Linked DNA regions of Pan troglodytes: region 2 is linked to region 1. The links are chromatin contacts, called in public HiChIP or PLAC-seq maps. All regions are on one chromosome and are shown on one strand. Each heading gives the region's core, a stretch centred on a gene start, on an enhancer-like site or on the middle of the called end of the contact. The rest is flanking DNA. Distances are from core to core; before and after follow the strand shown. Region 1 holds the start of HS3ST3B1 (heparan sulfate-glucosamine 3-sulfotransferase 3B1). Region 2 holds the start of COX10 (cytochrome c oxidase assembly factor heme A:farnesyltransferase COX10).

Evidence for each region. HiChIP or PLAC-seq counts read pairs in DNA pulled down with a chosen protein or histone mark.
Region 2: a contact with region 1 is called in an H3K4me3 HiChIP or PLAC-seq map of stem cell-derived excitatory neurons, with 5 times the contacts expected there. The contact joins the promoter of COX10 here to the promoter of HS3ST3B1 in region 1. A contact is called at or near these places in 1 of 7 Hi-C or Micro-C datasets (stem cell-derived neural progenitor cells) and 1 of 1 datasets of contacts at active chromatin or transcription factors (stem cell-derived excitatory neurons).

Annotation. Positions count from the first base shown.
Region 1 is chr19:56,397,926-56,402,853 of NHGRI_mPanTro3-v2.0_pri, forward strand. It overlaps HS3ST3B1 (heparan sulfate-glucosamine 3-sulfotransferase 3B1), which reads right to left and starts at 1,879. Exons shown (of 3, transcript XR_675343.5): 1 at 1-1,879.
Region 2 is chr19:56,629,888-56,634,855 of NHGRI_mPanTro3-v2.0_pri, forward strand. It overlaps COX10 (cytochrome c oxidase assembly factor heme A:farnesyltransferase COX10), which reads right to left and starts at 1,703. Exons shown (of 7, transcript XM_024350477.3): 1 at 1,562-1,703. The coding sequence starts at 1,604. It overlaps LOC107969247 (a long non-coding RNA gene), which reads left to right and starts at 1,718. Exons shown (of 7, transcript XR_010153264.1): 1 at 1,718-1,938.

The sequences.
Region 1 (4,928 bases), core at 629-3,128:
GCAGGAAGAGAGCTGTGGACCGAGGTGGAGTGGGCGGTCCCGGCCTTCCAGAGTGACGGGCTGCTCTACCTACCAAAAACCCCGAACGCCATGCAAATACAGAAGCTTCTCCGAGAGCTTAGCAGCCAACCCGCTCCCAGGACGAGGGGGTGTGGAAAGGCTTCTGGGCGGTGTAGGGCGGTCAGGGGTTGCTATTGGCTTCGGAACAAGGGGCGGGCCCAGAGGGGCGGAGTTAGGGGCTGGTGACAGGAGCAGATGGTGGGAAGAATGCTGCAGTGACCTAGCGCTGGGAGAGGTCCTACCCTACTGAGTGGTGCGCTCCCACACCCGCACGCATTTCCGCACTCGTTCCCTAGAAGCCAGCCTTGGCGGTAGTTGCCCAGATGTTGGGACACGAGTCCCCATCCAGATGTTTCGCAGGAGGTTTCGTGATGCTTACGTGTTGCAGAGTAGGGAGGCGGTTGGAGGAGGGAGAGCAGGGTCGGAGATGCACTAGGCACTGGAACCCCCCCCCCGCCAACCCACGCCGGGGACTCATTCGGAGACCCTTCTGGGACAGGCACGGGATTAGGAAGTTTAAGTAGAAAGGATGTTTGGAAATCGCTGTCTTGTGTGTGTGTGTGTGTGTGTGTGTGTGTGTGTGTGTGTGTGTGTGTGTGTCTTTCCTTCTTATTCTTTGCCAGGTTAGCTTGGCCTGCCGGTTAACTGAGATTAGTGTAAAGTGTCCTTAACAAAAATCTCCAGCCTTCCAAACTGCCGAAAGTAGGTTGGGGAGGGGAAAAGAGACAGGAGAAATTACCAGGAAGAGAGTCTGGTAAACAAAAGTTTCCTGGTCGAAACATGTGCGTGGGAGTCATGTGTAGGAAGTTTTATCTGGATATGAGTTTGTTGGAGACGTTAGGTTTGAGAAAACTTTCCATCTCCCCCTTTTTCCTGAATAGATATAAAGCCAACATTTGCCTTAATTTAGGAGACAGTGTGATTTGCTAACCTGTGACACTGATTGTTTCGTGTTGTCATTCGCCATCGCTTTTTTAAAAGTCAAACATCAATTTGGAACAAATCCATCACTGAGGTGCACTTATTTAATAGTGAAAGTCTACTCGAAGTCACCCCCAACCACATTTTCTTTGGCAAAATGACCCACCCACCCGGGACTGGGGCGGATAAACGCGTCTTCCAAGAAACAGCAACCGCTAGCTGGGGGAAGTGCGGGTGAGCGGTGCTGCGCTTTGCTGAATTCTTGCCCAGGCGTTTGGAGTTCGGAAGCTCGAGATCAAATTCATACTGGTCGTGTTCAGGAAGTTTTCGATGCCTATAACCCAGCCTCTGCGGGGCCAGAGGGCCTCCAACTCCTGGCTGCAAGCGGTTCCGGGGACAGAACATTCCTTCCGACTCCGACCCCAGAGCGACCCCCGGGGCTGAGTGTCACTCACGAAGTGACTCACCGGGAGCCGCCGCCCGCACTGTACTTACTTCACTGTCGGCGACGGCGGGCGCAGCGGAACCGACCTGAGCCCTGGTCCCTCGACCACGCTGTCCAGGACCAGCCACCAGCAGCCGGCCCCTCTCACTTCCTGAGTAAATGTTCCCAAGTGTCCCCGAGTTTACGCAGCCCCACCCTGGGTCCGGTCCCCCCTCGTCGGAAGCAAACGGAGAAAGCCAGATTGACGTTAGCACCCCTGGTTTGAAAATGTGCCTGAGCAGCGGTAATGGCCAGAGAGGATTCAGATAGCACAGCTGCGAGCACCGGACCCGTGCGCCCCGGCTGTGCTACGGGAGACTTCTTTGCAACTACTTTGAGCCCAAAACGTTTTCTTACAAAACTGTTGAGGGAGAAATAAATTAGGCAGAGGATTTCCCTCCCGCTTTTATATTCTCAGCAATAACTTCTTTCTAGCTTTTCTTTCCGTGTCTCTCTGGGACGTTGTGTTTGTTCTTCGAAGTGACTTATTCGCTCTTAATTTTATAATCTAATCCATTTATTTTAAACTTCTAAAACATGAGAACAAATATATTTCTGAGCACTAGCCCGACTCTATTTGGAAATGTGAGGAGAAAATAGTGTCTCCGTAGGGAGTGTCTTCAAATTTTATGTTATTTAGGCGGAAAATTCATGTTGTATAGGTGTGTGTTAGGCGAACTGTAGCTCCCACGTGGCTAACTTCAGGCTTGCCTGGGTGTGAGTCTTTCAGTGTTTTAAGGATTTTGACAATCCCAATATAAAAAGTCCCTGTCCTGAGGATTAGTAAAGTCTAATAAGTGAGCAATTACAAATTGAGGCAGCTGAATACATTTGGCGTTTCTTTTTTCCGGGGGTGGATTGAGGGAAGGAGGGAGTAGAGGTAAAGATGTGGGCGTCGGAAATTGCTCTGACTGCAGCGCAGAGCTGAGCTCCCACAGCTAAGTCTCGGGCCGGACCCACCCGGCATCCTTTCAATTCCAACTATTGAGAACCACAGGGGAGTTCGCGGTGCGCACCGCGCCGCGGGGCCTTCCCGGCACAAGGTCGGAGGGTCGTCTGGGGCCTGGACAGCACCTGGGCGGGCTGGGAAGCGGCGCCAGAGGACGACCTGGGCGGCGAACTGACGCTTTGGCCCTTTTGCCCACCTAGCTGATCCTCCCATTGCTCTAGAGAGTCTCAGGCTGTGCCGTGAAATTCCCACGCGCGGCGGTCGCTCTCGGTCCACCCTTGGCAAGGGCCATCTCTCCCAACCGTCTTCCCATTCCGCAGATGCAGAACCCAAGGCTCAAACCTGGACAGAGCTGGTAGCCAAATTAACCGTGAACCCAGTTTGAGCTTCTGCCCTTAACCTTTGCTCAGCAGTGCGGGGCTCCCCACGCTTGGACCCTGGGCATCAGCAAACTGCCACCACTAAAACCGAGGGAAAGGTTTACCTCTGATAAACTCATTCAAAATGTTTGTATTCGGAAATGTAGAAAGGAGAGAATTGTATTTCAGCACGTCTATAAGGTTTATGTTTTATTTTGGTTGGTTTATTTGGTATTACCGAATAGGGTACGCAGCTACGGCCTCTCAGGGCTCTCATCTGGGAGGCAGCCCCTCTCCTTTAGGACAGGACAGGGCCGCCACAGGGGCCCTCTCCTCTCGCTCTTCCCCCAGGTCCTGCTGCCAACAGCCCTCTGTGCGACCCCAGTCGGGTCACTCTAAAATTTCACATCTGTAGAATGGGAGACTTGAGCCAAAAGATCCCCGCAGTATTTTTCCGCCTGAAATTTCTCCGATTCTAGGCTCGGGATGGGAGGCTCCGCAGCTGCTCCAGCCTGCGGCCAGCTCCGCCTCCCCAACAGCCACCCTCTGGGGCCGAGCTCCTCTATACCCTCTGCGGCACCGCAAAGCAGGCATTTCCTGGGGCAGCCTGAACCGGTGGCCCAGAGCCCCAGTTCCTGCCACCGGAATCCGGACCTTCCTCCCGCTCCCCTCGCCAGCGAGGCGGCCCCTCGGGGGTTAGCAGCTGCGAGCTCGCTCCGCCTTCTCCAGCGGCCCGGGCATGAAGGGCGGTCGGCGCCGCAGCGGCTCCGATACCCGCCCGGAAGGGAGCGCTCTGGCCCCGGCCTCGCAGCTGCGGGACAGCCGGGAGCGGAGCAGAGGGCAGCCGCGGCCAGTTGTCTCTCCAGCGGACTGGGAAGGGAATTTTATCTCGGCCTGGACTCCCGCTGTACCTTTGTTGGGGGTTAGTGGTGAGGCTGCGGTCGTCCGAGCTCCTGGATGTCGCGGGCGCCGTGATCCCCTCTTCCCGTAGAAGGGCCCAGGGAGCTGCTCGAGGCGCGGGAACCCCTGGCCAGAGGCGGGCACTGGCGCAGCCCCGCGGCTGCTGCTGGCCAAGCCGACGGCAGGGATGAGAAATTCCTTGTAAGAGCGGCTGGAAGGCTCCGCAGAGAGGGAAGAAACTCTTCCCAGAGCGAGCTCCCACTGCGCCTTGGGAATGGTGCACTTTCCAGTTCCAGTTGGACCCTCTGGGATTGTCACAGGAAGCGCTGCCATGTATGAGGAGCCCTCTGCAAACTGCAGAAGGATGGATGCTCTTAGCTTATAAATAAGATTTTGACGCCCTGGTTGGTTTGATGACTTGTGTCATGAGGAGTAGGGGTGTACGCTGATTCCAAATTCTTCCACGCGGCATCCTGCTCTGGGCCGGAGCCTCCCTTGTCTCCTAGAGAAAGGGACAGGGAATCGAAGGATGGGGAGACTGAGGGAGAGGCCCCTATTCCGCACGCTGTCTCCTGGCTGGCTCCTGAAGGGCTGGCTGCTTCCCCCACCTGGAAGTCCAGGCCCCTGTTCGGAAGTCCTCTCCACACAGCCTGACAGTCCCTTGGTTCTCTTATGATTGCTCTCCTCCCGCTTCAGGCCTAGGATGGCAAGGACAGCTCCCACTTACCAGAGCCAAGGCACTACGCCGTTCCTGGGTGTCCTCTTCTCCTCCAGCTCCTTTGTAAGTCCCATGCTCCTCTATTTACCTAGTGGAGGATGTCATGCCAAGACCCTGGCATATGATACACCAGAGCTGCATTGCTTTTCCGAATCTGCTCAAGCTGTACAACACTTCTGAGCCTCAGTACCACCAGCCACCTGTGGTCCTCCGTTTGTCCTCTTCTCCTACAAATACCTCCAGCCCCTCTCTTCCTCCATGATGCTTCTAGCATTGGAAATCCTCCAGGACAATTCTGCCTTCAAGTTTCCTGGCCTGAGCCACTGAGTTGATGGAGGAAAACGTGATAGAGAAGACTCGCCCTCCTTTAATTTTCCCACTTCTATAAGCATATAAACGTGCCCTGCAACTCTCGTAAGTGTCCCCAGGAGACCCGCTTTCCCAGTCTCTGAGACAAACATTTCTTAGCCTTCTCTCCTGCAAGAGATAACATTTCTCAAAGTTTCTTTGAGCATGTAGAGGCTGACAGGGGATGAT
Region 2 (4,968 bases), core at 453-2,952, 230 kb after region 1:
AACAGCTAATCTGAAGGATGCATGCTGGAAAAACCTCCATACAGAGAAGATATTTGAAGCAACAGAAAAGGATGAGTTCTCTGAGAATGAGTGCCCAGGATCAGGATCAAAGAACATTCACAGTCAGGGATGGTAGAATGTAACAAAGAAGTGATTCAAAAAAGAATCACAGGACTTTAAAAAACAACAAACAACAACTTTTCATTATGGAAAATCACAGCCATGTGTAAAAGCAGAAGAGTACCATGAGCCGCCATTACTTATCCCCAAGCTTCAACAATTACCAGACCCTAGCCAATCCTGTTTCATCTATTCTACCTCTCCACTTTACAAACCAAACAGGACCTTTGAGATCACCTACTTCAATTACGTCATTTTATAGATGAGTAAACTCAATTCCAGAAAAGTCAAATGAATTGCCCTGGAATCACACAGACCAGAAGACAGCCATAAAATAACTTTACGAAAAAGAACGAAGAACGCAATTTCATGGAGTCACAGTGTCAACATCACCAGATGGTGCAGAGAGCTTGTGTGTGGTAGGTGACAACTGAAAAATGTTTCTGGGATGTGATCAAAAGGCAGTCCCTGGCTTCTCTTATCTGGCCTCTAATATGCACCACCGGCATCACATTCCTCACACACCCATTAGTTAATCATCTAACGTCCTCTTTAAGATCTCCATGGGGACAAATTGCATCCATCCACAAATAACTATTGGGAGCAAACAATGTACACTAAGTACTGTTCTGGGCACTGGAAACACAGATGGACACTGTCCCTGCCATCACAAGGTTTATATTCTAGTTGGGAAAAACAAATAATAAACGAGTATATAAATAAACAAGTATAGACTGTGCTAACCATAATGAAAGAAATAAATGGAATGATGTGAAAAGAAAGAAGTAGGGGGCCCTAGTTTATATAGGGTGGTCTCTATAAAGGCCTCTCTGAAAAGGTGACATTTGAGATGAGCCATTACCAAGAGTCAAGGAAGAACATTCCAGCTCCAATATACATTTGTCATTAGTTTCTTCGAGTGAAAGGATATTAAAGACCATTCTGGCGGTACAGAGACAAAAGTCTGATGGAGACTACACTCCGCTGTCTGCAACTGTCATTATCATCACCGTTGTCATCATGACCCTTTATATTGGAACAAGGCTTCTGAGTGGAAGCAAAGCACCTTCCTTGTCATTGCAAGCCAGTGGCTAGAAGCTGAGGCTCTGATAAGGAGGACTGTGGAACCCCAAGGTTCTGCTCTGCCCTCTCCTCCAGCTTCCGCTATCTGAAAACCTAAAGAAGCAGGAAGACACCGCTCTTCCGCAGAAGCCGGATGGAGGAGGCTGTGTGGACCACTAAAGCCACAGTGCAAGACTGGACCCTAGCTCCGTGGCCTCTTCACTCCAAGCTACTCCAGAGGTCATTTCCCCCACCACACCGGTGGCCGGCCAACCTCGCCAAGGGCTCCCCAAGGTTGCAGCCAGCCGGAACCACGGCCTCGCACGTGGTAATAAGAGAAGAATTTCCCCCAAGGTCGTGCCCAAGGCGGGTACAGTACCTGTCAGGAGGCGTGAGGAGAGAGTGTGCGGAGATGCGGCCATAATTTACGAGTCTGGGGCCGCTCCCCGGGATCCCTGTGTCCTCTCTCCTCACGGGACGCTGGGCGCCGCCATCTTCCTTCCCCGCCCCCCTGTGGGAGTAGTTCCGGGCCGTCACTTCCGGCGGGCGGGCTCGGAAAGGAGAGCGTGGTGTCTGGAGGTGATCGGAAGGGACTGGCTGGAGTGTGGCGGGCTGACAGGTCTGAGGCCTGAAGGACTTCCGGGAACCGCAAAGCACGGTGTGCCTCCGTTGTCCTGATGAAAAAGCCGCGCGCGGACGACTGGCCGGCCCACGCTTGCAGCTCCCAGAAGTTGACAGGCATCCTCCGGTGACCGGGTGAGGTGGGCAGGGTTGGGCCGCAGAGTCCTCCCGGCCAATTTAAAGTTACAGCGGCCAGGCGCTGTGGCTCACGCCTGCAATCCCAGTGCTTAGGGAGACCGAGGCAGGAGGATCGCTTGATCCTGGGAACTCGAGACCAGCCTGGGCAACAAAGCGAGACCCCGCCTCTACAAAAAATGTAAAATTAGCCAGGTGTGGTGGCGCGTGCCTGTGGTCTCAGCTACTCAGGAGGCTGAGGCGGGAGGATCGCTTGAGCCTGGGAGGTCGAGGTTGCAGTGATTGCGCCACTGCACTGCAGTCTGGACGACACAGTGAGATCCTGTCTCTAAAAATAAATTTTAAAATAAAAATAAAGTTAAAATTAGAACACTTCCCGGTGACAGGAGCATCATGAGGAAATGGTTCTCGTGGGGATGCTTCCACCTCCACGTCTAATCAATTACACTTTACCATAGTCTCTATCAAATGGGAGCCCAGAGGAACTCCGGGTTACTTGTTTCTGAGCCACACTAAAGGAACTGAATCATCCAGATATCTCCAGATTGCATGTAGAGGTTCAGATTTGGTGGTCTGGAGTGAAATCCGTATTCTAGTTCTGGCCTTGTGACCTTGTTGGAGCAAATTACCTAAGTCCTCTGAACCTCAGTTATCTAGCAATACAATGGAGTAATAATGGTACATCTTTTATAAGAGGTTGAGAGAATTAGATAAATGTGTTTCATGGGTAGCCAGACACCTACTAGGTACAGGCACTAATAGATTATTACCTGTGTTATCATAAGTGTTGTGATTACCGGGGTAGATCTCAGCATCCCCCAACCCCTCGATCTTCTTTTCAGATTGGGGTTCCACTAGTAAAAAGTAGATTGAAGAAAAGATTCCGCTTTTGAAAAAGAAGAGAAAAAATAGGTAATTGGGTTCTAAAAAGGCCATTTTTTCCTGTGTTTTCAATGATGAGAGGATAGCCGTTTTGGTTCACCTCAACTAACATTGCTAGGCACAGGGGACGCTGAAGAGATTAAGACACCCCCCGCCCGATTCTGTAGGAGCTTAACACTAGACCAATGAGGGGACAAGAGGCTGTCGATTGTCACTATCAGTGTGATAGGAGTAGTATACAAAGTGCTGCAGAAACCCTGATGAGGTAACATTTCTGTGCAGTTGGTTTAAGGAAAGCTTCAGAGATCTAAACTTGGTGCTCTGGAAGGAACAGTAAGATTTTTACAGCATACACAATGAGAACACTTGGACACAGGAAGGGGAACATCACACACACTGGGGCCTGTTGTGGGGTGGGGGGAGGGGGAGGGATAGCATTAGGAGATATACCTAATGTAAATGACGAGTTAATGGGTACAGCACACCAACATGGCACATGTATACATATGTAACAAACCTGCACGTTGTGCCCATGTACCCTAGATCTTAAAGTAAAAAAAAAAAAAAAGATTTTTACAGCATAAAAGAAAGGGAAAGGACACTCCATAAAGAGGAAAATAGCATTAAGTACTACGTTAAAAGTTTTTGAACTCTTTATAATTTTCCGTGTGCTTTTATAAACACTTGTTGTTTAAACCTAGAGCAAAAGTTAGCCTCTCTAAGTCTGGCACATTAAGGCCCAAAGAGTTTTAAGTAATCTGCTCAAAGTTACCTAGCTGTTGAGTGCCGGAACCAAGACCTGAGTCCCTGAAACCTGTGAGAGTGTTATTTTCACCATGCCATAAGGCGTTACTCACCTAAGCATCTTGAAGAGTCATAACTTCTGTGATTTATAAAACTTAGTGTTTTTCACCTTGGCAGCCTATCAGAATCAAATGTAGGACTTTAAAAAATTATAGATGTCTAAGCCACCTCTAGACCCACTGAATCTGAAGAGGTGTATGATAGATGTAGAGAGACCTGTAATTTTCTCTTTAAAGCACCGCTGGTGATAATGATATACAGAACTGAGAATACTGGATTCCAGCTTTTACTTCACAACACAACCATGTCTAAAAGGTTGATTAACATGAATGTTATATTTCACTAACTCCCAAGTTCTCTAGGCTTATGATAGGCAAGGGGTTTAATAGACATGCACCTTCTTGACCAACAGATATTTCCTTTGTTTTAAATTTTTTTCCAAAAATGGGCACAAGGTAAGGCCAAGTACACAAATGAATGCATAGGTTTTTATTTATTTGTAGAAATTAGAGGCCAGGCGTGGTGGCTCATGCCTATAATCCCAGCACTTTGGGAGGCCAGTGTGGGCTCATCACCTGAGATCAGGGGTTTGAGACCATCCTGGCCAACATGGCAAAACCCTGTCTCTGCTGAAAATACAAAACTTAGCTGGCCGTGGTGGTGAGCACCTGTAATCCCAGCTACCCTGGAGGCTGAGGCAGGAGAATTGCTTGAACCCGGGAGGCGGAGGTTGCAGTGAGCTGAGATCGTGCCCCTGCACTCCAGCCTGGGTGACAAAGCAAGACTCCATCTCAAAAAAAAAAAAAATTAGAGTAAATGTTTTATGGAAGAAATGACTCAGAGATAACACATTCTGGCTTTACTGGCCAGGAAATGCACTTATGTATCTACTATTTATAGTAAAGTTAGCCTAGGCCATCATACTCTCCAGAAAAGTAATCCTTTGGAGATACTTCTGGAATGAAGAAGGTTCCATGGCCATATACATTGACTTGGCCATGAGTAGCTGCAAGGGAAGCAAGGAAAGCTGAAAACAGGGTTGCAATGATTTCGTTAGGCCAGTCTCAATTCATCACTGTGGACCTAGCCATATTGCTGTCTCAAATCAGATTAACGTTAAACCAAGGTAGAAGTGGGGAATAGATTTTGGATGAGTAACTGAAAGAGTATCACAACTGTTTGACCCACAGCTTTCCAAACATTTTGAACACAACCCATTTTATGAAATACCATTAAAACGGGAAATAGGACTTTTAGAGATAGGCCTCAGAAATCCATATAGCTCTCTACCTTTTCATTTCTAGATTTGTAAATCCAGGTCCAGAGAGGTTAAGTGATGTACTC